2 separate regions of the Drosophila melanogaster genome follow, and region 1 is linked to region 2. The links are chromatin contacts, called in public Hi-C maps. All regions are on one chromosome and are shown on one strand. The core of a region is the stretch at or near the end of the contact, and the rest is flanking DNA. Distances in the headings are between cores, read along the strand shown. Region 1 holds the start of mod(mdg4) (modifier of mdg4). Region 2 holds the start of CG14722.

Evidence for each region. A called contact is a pair of places that touch in the nucleus more often than the background predicts.
Region 1: a contact with region 2 is called in a Hi-C map of the Kc167 cell line, with 3 times the contacts expected there. The contact joins the promoter of mod(mdg4) here to the promoter of CG14722 in region 2.

Annotation. Positions count from the first base shown.
Region 1 is chr3R:21,349,131-21,352,607 of dm6, forward strand. mod(mdg4) (modifier of mdg4) reads right to left here. Exons shown (of 6, transcript NM_163881.2): 5 at 2,173-2,248; 6 at 1,716-2,113. The coding sequence ends at 1,897. mod(mdg4) (modifier of mdg4) reads left to right here and starts at 1,716. Exons shown (of 6, transcript NM_163881.2): 1 at 1,716-2,113; 2 at 2,173-2,248. The coding sequence starts at 1,897. mod(mdg4) (modifier of mdg4) reads right to left here. Exons shown (of 6, transcript NM_163881.2): 5 at 2,173-2,248; 6 at 1,716-2,113. The coding sequence ends at 1,897. mod(mdg4) (modifier of mdg4) reads left to right here and starts at 1,716. Exons shown (of 6, transcript NM_163881.2): 1 at 1,716-2,113; 2 at 2,173-2,248. The coding sequence starts at 1,897. It also overlaps mod(mdg4) and aus.
Region 2 is chr3R:11,740,112-11,743,217 of dm6, forward strand. CG14722 reads left to right here and starts at 1,779. Exons shown (of 2, transcript NM_141854.4): 1 at 1,779-2,050; 2 at 2,126-3,106. The coding sequence starts at 2,043. Blm (Bloom syndrome helicase) reads right to left here and starts at 1,672. Exons shown (of 4, transcript NM_079595.3): 1 at 1,453-1,672; 2 at 1-1,402. The coding sequence starts at 1,546.

The DNA.
Region 1 (3,477 bases), core at 466-2,965, 9.6 Mb after region 2:
GCTGTGTCAATCGAATTAAAACGAATGCTCTTCGGCGAATAATTGGGTTTAGATACTTTTCCAGCAGACAAAGTTGTATTTTTTGCACTTCTTATTGATATTAGGCAAAACGCATCGGCCGAATCACACGCACACAAAGCACACACGCGCGCAGCGGTTTTTCAATCTGCAGTACACCAAACAACACACACTATTTCCTAATGCCTGTTCTTATCCCTCTGATTTTCCCAATGAATCGCTGGGCAATTGGCGATTCGAACCGATTTTCACTTGGCTCTTTGTTTTATTTAATTTTCACCGAAACGCTCTCACACGCAGAGACGCTTTTGCTCGTTCGCTGATGCTTCTGCTGCAATACACACCACCTACGAAACGAGCCAAGGGAAATTGTATCTATGGGCTGTGTATCTGTTTCTACGCGGCACGCGCTGCACGTCCGCTCGCTTCGGGTTTTCGAGAGAGAATATAACTTTTTCGATACGGTACGGTAAACGAATTCGCCTCCGAGGGATTGTATCTCACCGCTGCAGTATGACCGCAGCGCAGCACTGCTGCAATCTCACAGATATTTGGCGCGGACTCGAACCATTCATCTTATCTCAGCAAAACGACTGCGATTGGCGCATTCATTTGAAACATTATTCTGCAATTTAAGCATTCATTTTTAATTATTTTTTCTACTTTTGGATATACTACAAGAGCTAAGTAATATATTCGATGCTCAAGCTTCCCGAGGTAGCTGAATACAACTTTTCAAACACAATAGATTTTCAAAATATTGCATTTCAACAATGTAAACATATGTTTTTACTATTAAAAACGCACTAGATACACATTGCAAGGTAAAAATATGGCACCGTAAAAGTTGAACGTCGTTTTATTTATTTTTCTGAAGTAAGAGGCAACTTTTTGTAGCCACTGTCTGAATGCAAACGAATGCGTTCAATAGCAGATTAATATGCCTCACTTAGGGACACATTTCAAGTGGCCCGAAAGCTGAATCAGCTTTCTTGTCATTCCACACTTCGCACTCTTTGCTTGAAACTCGATTTGTATAAACAAGACCCACAAAGTTTACTTAAGAAATTAGCAGGCCCGTCATTGTGTGCGGTATCAATTTGAGAGCTGGCCATGCAACAAAGGGTCGTTGAACCAATAAAGAATGTATCTGTTTATAAAACAGTTTTTCGTGGCCTTGTAAAGCTCCAATTCCCATACTCAATCACTTCATACGGTTTTTATAAAGAATGAAATCCAGTCGAACAAGGAATTTTAAATTCTTTTTACGTAGTATTGACTTGCACGGAATAGGGGATTTTTGAAAAGTAGCATAGATGATAGGTAATGGATCAAAAAAGTTGATTCATTATTGTTATTTAATACCTAAAAGAGAATTTTTGATAGAGTCCCACAAAATACACCTTAGAATTCTAATTTAAAAAAAATACCTGGGAGTATTAAACTAGAAAGTTGCAACTCTGAGACATTAATTCTTATACGCTAAATAAATAATAAACTGTAAAAAAGCTAAAGAAAAATTAGCTTGGGGTGCCTATTGGATACATGGGTATACACCCAAGGACATAACACTAGATGCGCATTTACATACATAGGTATCGCGCTTATTTGCATATAATAAATTGGTTCCTAAAAATGCAAATCCTATTTTATTATTTTAACATACCGTTATCCTTTTAAAACTAAAATAAAAGTTTAAGGCATGCACTTGATAACTTTGTAGCAAGGTCTTAACTAATACACGCGATACCTAAACACATACATGTCATTAGTCTAAACGAACTAAAATAAATTGCTTTACCCTTATATGTAGATAGAGTATAAATAAGATGGGTACATCGAGTTGACTTTGAAGCAGAATGGAGCGGGGTGCATTGGCTAATGCTCGGGATCTTTAGACTTAAGGCTAGAGGACAGTGGTTTCTCCTTTATTTCAGTTTTGGGCTGGTTGAGTGTGTCGTGGTTGTGTTGCTGGTTCTTGATAATCAGCTCCCCAGTCACCGAGCACGTGATAATTCGAGCAGCGCAGCGCATGTATCGATTCCGAGCACAAAGCCAATACGTTTTGGAGCCCCGCGAATTGTTGCGATAATACCTGGAATGGTAAAATTTTATATTATATTATTTATAATATTAATAATACGACAGACTCACTCGTAGCCGCCCATCAGCAGTTTGGGCTTTCCTTTGGTGCCCTTGACAATCATTATACCTCGCTTGCGTATTATATCTATAAGTAAAAGATCAAATGAATGTTAGGTAAAGATTTACAACTTTAGGGGTATTTAATAGTCTACATATCTTACACGCACTTTTATTTCTATTTGGTTTTTGCAACTTTACTATGATATTAAAAATCCAATTAATGGAATACATTCACAGCCCTAAAATACCACTAAAGTTAAGCTCCATTGAAATTTTGTTCAGCACCTGCTAAGCTTTAACTTGATTAATAATGATTTATTGTATAAAAATGCTTTAAGATTTATTCAACAGGTATTTGTATGTTTTCTTAGGTCACAGGTGCGAGTGCTTCGCATATTTCAGTCGGTACACCTCCAGTCCATTCTTCTGCACGTGGGTGGTGGCCCTGACCTTGCAGTTCGAACTTCGATACCTGGCACACCGCCAGTTGATGCTGCTCTTCAGCTTCCGATCCATGACAAACTCATGTCTGTCGATTACCAGCTTACGCTTTTTCTTCCGGGTGCAACTAAAAGTGGCCAAATGTGAGGTACCTGCAAAGGAAAGCATAAGTGTTAATGATATATACACACAAAGTTAAGTGAGTATTAAAAATATAGGATTAGGCTTGAATGGATTATGTTTTACATAAGTTTATAATTACATGATAAAAGTTACAATACAATTATTACGCACACTTTCAGGTTGTTTTTTAGGGTTTTAATTGAGAAAATCAAACGTACTAAAAACTTTCGTTCAACGTTACAGCAACTCAGTTTTAAATTATTTTCGTAGTTGTATGCTTATAATAACTAAGTCTATGAAAATGAATAAATATGTCCATTTATCCATTTTCTTATGTACATAAACGAGTTGATCAAAATTAATTAATAAATGTTTTCCTTTCACTTAACTACAATTATGGAAAGCAGAGCACTAGCACAGCTCTAAGGTATAGGTTTTATTTAGGGTTTATCAAAACTATAAGATATCTCCCTTCAGCATTACAAAATCAAAACTGTTTGGAATTCATAACCATAGCCAAAAGATGGTTCACACATTATTCAATTGCAGCTTCATGTACTGCTTTCGCTCCTGGTCGAGTGGTGAATGATTGTGCGTTTTGATGTGCACTATTTTTCCGTTTAGCACATGGAGCCGACCATGGCACTTGGTCTTTGTGGTGTACTGTGTGCAGCGCCAGTAGGTTTTTCCATTTATGCACTTCTCTCGGATGAAGGGGAACTTCTTGTGCAACAGCAGCACGTGGCCCTT
Region 2 (3,106 bases), core at 529-3,028:
CAAAGGTCGTGTATAAGCTGATTCCGATTGGGTATTTTTTCATCCTTGATTTCTTGAACTTTTGGCAGGGGCATTATCGGGCGACTTTTCTCTGGTGAAGATGATGATAAAACAGTCTGCTGAGCCTGTTCCGCCTGCATTTCTATTTCCTCCTTCTCAAGGGCTTCCTGTTCCGCTTTTAGCTGACTTTCTTTCTTATCTAAACTGTTTTGGACAAGCTGTGTCCGCGCTTTAAATTTTTGTCGCATTACTTTGAGCTTGAGAAACGTATTCGGCTGAAAGCCTGCTATTTCATTGAAGTGCATGGCGGGAATCTGGTCAATCAGAGAGCAATATTTTTCCATTAGCTCCACATAAGTGTTGCGAAAGAATCCAAGCGTGCTCTTCAGTGTCTCAGTATTCTGTTTATTGGGATCGATGCTGAAGTTGTCGTTTTGGGCCAAGTCCTTTAAGTAATCAGCCAGAGAATTGTCAAAAGCCACACTGTATCTGGGCTTCAATGGTGCCGCTGGTGATGGAGAGGAGGTGACGCTATTTCTTTCCAGAGAAGCGGTCGCAGGCTTTGTCGGGATTTCATTTTCTTTCGCTGAACCCAGTTTATAGCCTTGCTCCCCGCTGCCACTTTTCTCTGGAGAATCCTCAAAAAGATTACGACTACTGCCTTTATATGTATTAGGAGCCCGCGATGAGTCAAGCAGAGTCGAAATGGAGGCCAGATTGTTGCTAACTAATGGGTTTGCAGGGGAGTCCTTATCCTGAATCGTTTTTGTTTCATTTTGCCACATAGTTTTCTCCGGTTTCTTGACAGGCTGCGGAGGGGGCGGCGAATCAGGCAGTGTGAGTAGGTGATGTCTATTTCCATTTTCTTTGTTTGGAAAGTCCTCGAAGGAGAACCTTTGGAGTGGAGAGTCTAGGATCTTCCTCTCATTTTGCGTCACTTTCTTTTCCGGAGAATCCGAAAGCCAAACTATTGATGTTTTCCTCTCTTTTTGAGGTGGTTTCCTTAGTGTATCGCCAATTGATTTATTTTCAACAGGAGATTCCGACAATCCCCGATAGGTGTAACTATTCTCATTCTGTACTGGCTTTTTGGGCGAATCTCTGTCAGATTTTTTGGCAAGAAGTTCAGCTAGTGGGGACACTGACAGATCGAGGGATGTGGGCTTTTTGGGCGAATCTCTGGCATATTTCTTGGCAGAAAGTTTAGCTAGTGGGGACACTGACAGATCGAGGTATGTGTGTTTTTTGAGCTTTGCGGTTCTAGGATCTCTGCTGGACTTCTTCGTAGCAATAGTGCCATTGTTGGATTGACTGGATATCTCCGTAGTTTCATCGTCGGATGAGGACGCGTCCAGAAAGATGGGATTGTAGACTGCGGGGGGCTTGCTTCTGACACTTGCGGCTGAAATGCAACTATTAACATCCCTAATTTGGTCAAAATGCTCCAAATACCTCTGCTCTTAGGTTGACTCTGGGAATTGCCATCCAGGCCAATGAAGCTGCTAAGTGTGAGCTGTTTTCTTTGCGCGACAGGCTTCTTGGACATCACGACCAGCGATTTAAACAGATGTCAGCGCTTTAATTTGCATACAACTAGTTAACAAATAAGTAAGCAATACAATTTTATACACTTTCGGACTAAAAACCCGCGCAATATGCCAATGGAAACAATGCGAATAGGAATTAGTGTGACCGTCGGTCCACCCTTCACATATAGCTGAAACATCAGAGTAACCTACTCAAATATACCATATTTAATCCGATAATATTTTAAAAGATCATTAAAAGAAAAAAAATTGTAAAGCGATGAAAGCGCATCGCATGACTTGTATTGAAAATATAAAGTGTAAATTGATATATTGTTGTGTATCAGAGGAAAACATTTAAAAGCGAATTTAGCTAAGAACTAGTTATTTGGCCAACCATATCGAACAGCTGAGTGGCTACATGCTTTCTGCTTCTTCTTGTTCTCGTGGTATCCAAACAATATCCAAACGTGGTAAATAAAAGCGGATATTTTCGGAGCTTGGACTTGCAATATTATGCACACGTGAGTAGTTTATTACGCACCGCATTGGGTCAATGGATTGGAATCCTAAACATGTTCCGAACATACGTTTCGCAGACATAACAACTTTAAAACCCCCTCCGACGAAGACGAACTAGATGATCTGGACGAGGACATGGTGGTGGGAGTAATAGCGGAAATCGAACAGGAGGTGCTGAACGAGTCGGACAGCGACAACGACGAATATGACCTGGTAGACATGGGTGCTCCAGTGCCGGATAACGATGGCGACATTAGTTACGAAGGCAACGATAGTAGCAGCAGCGATGACAGTTTCGATCCAAATGCAGCGGACTCCGATTCAGATGATTCAATGCTCGACGAGGCGGGTGGTGTCACCGCCGGAGGAGCAACGAGTGCAAAGAAACGCAAGGATGACGATAATCCATCGGGCAGCAACAAGCAACCAGAAGCCACCTTCGACTTGGACGAGGACGACGAAACAGACGAGACTGTACGTGCCATGATAGCAGCCATAAAGAAGCCACGCAGTTCCCCTCCAGAGATTAAGCTGGAAGACTTTATAACAGATATCTGCTTTCATCCGGATCGCGACATCATCGCCTTGGCCACAATAATCGGGGATGTACATTTGTACGAGTATGACAACGAGGCTAACAAGCTGCTGCGCACTATTGAGGTTCATTCCAAAGCATGCCGCGATGTGGAGTTCACAGAGGATGGGCGCTTCCTGCTCACCTGCTCCAAAGACAAGTGCGTGATGGTCACCGATATGGAAACGGAGAAACTAAAAAAGCTATACGAGACGGCCCACGATGATGCCATCAACACGCTGCACGTTCTGAATGAAAATCTCTTTGCCTCGGGCGATGATGCCGGTACGGTCAAGCTGTGGGATTTGCGCACCAAGAACGCCATCTTCGAGCTAAAAGAACTGGAAGATCAGATCACCCAGCTGACGACTAACGAGCAAAGCAAGCTTCTGCTGGCCACCAGTGCCGATGGCTACCTGACTACATTTAATATATCCGCACGGAAGATGTACGTGCAATCGGAGCCGTACGAGGAGGAGCTGAA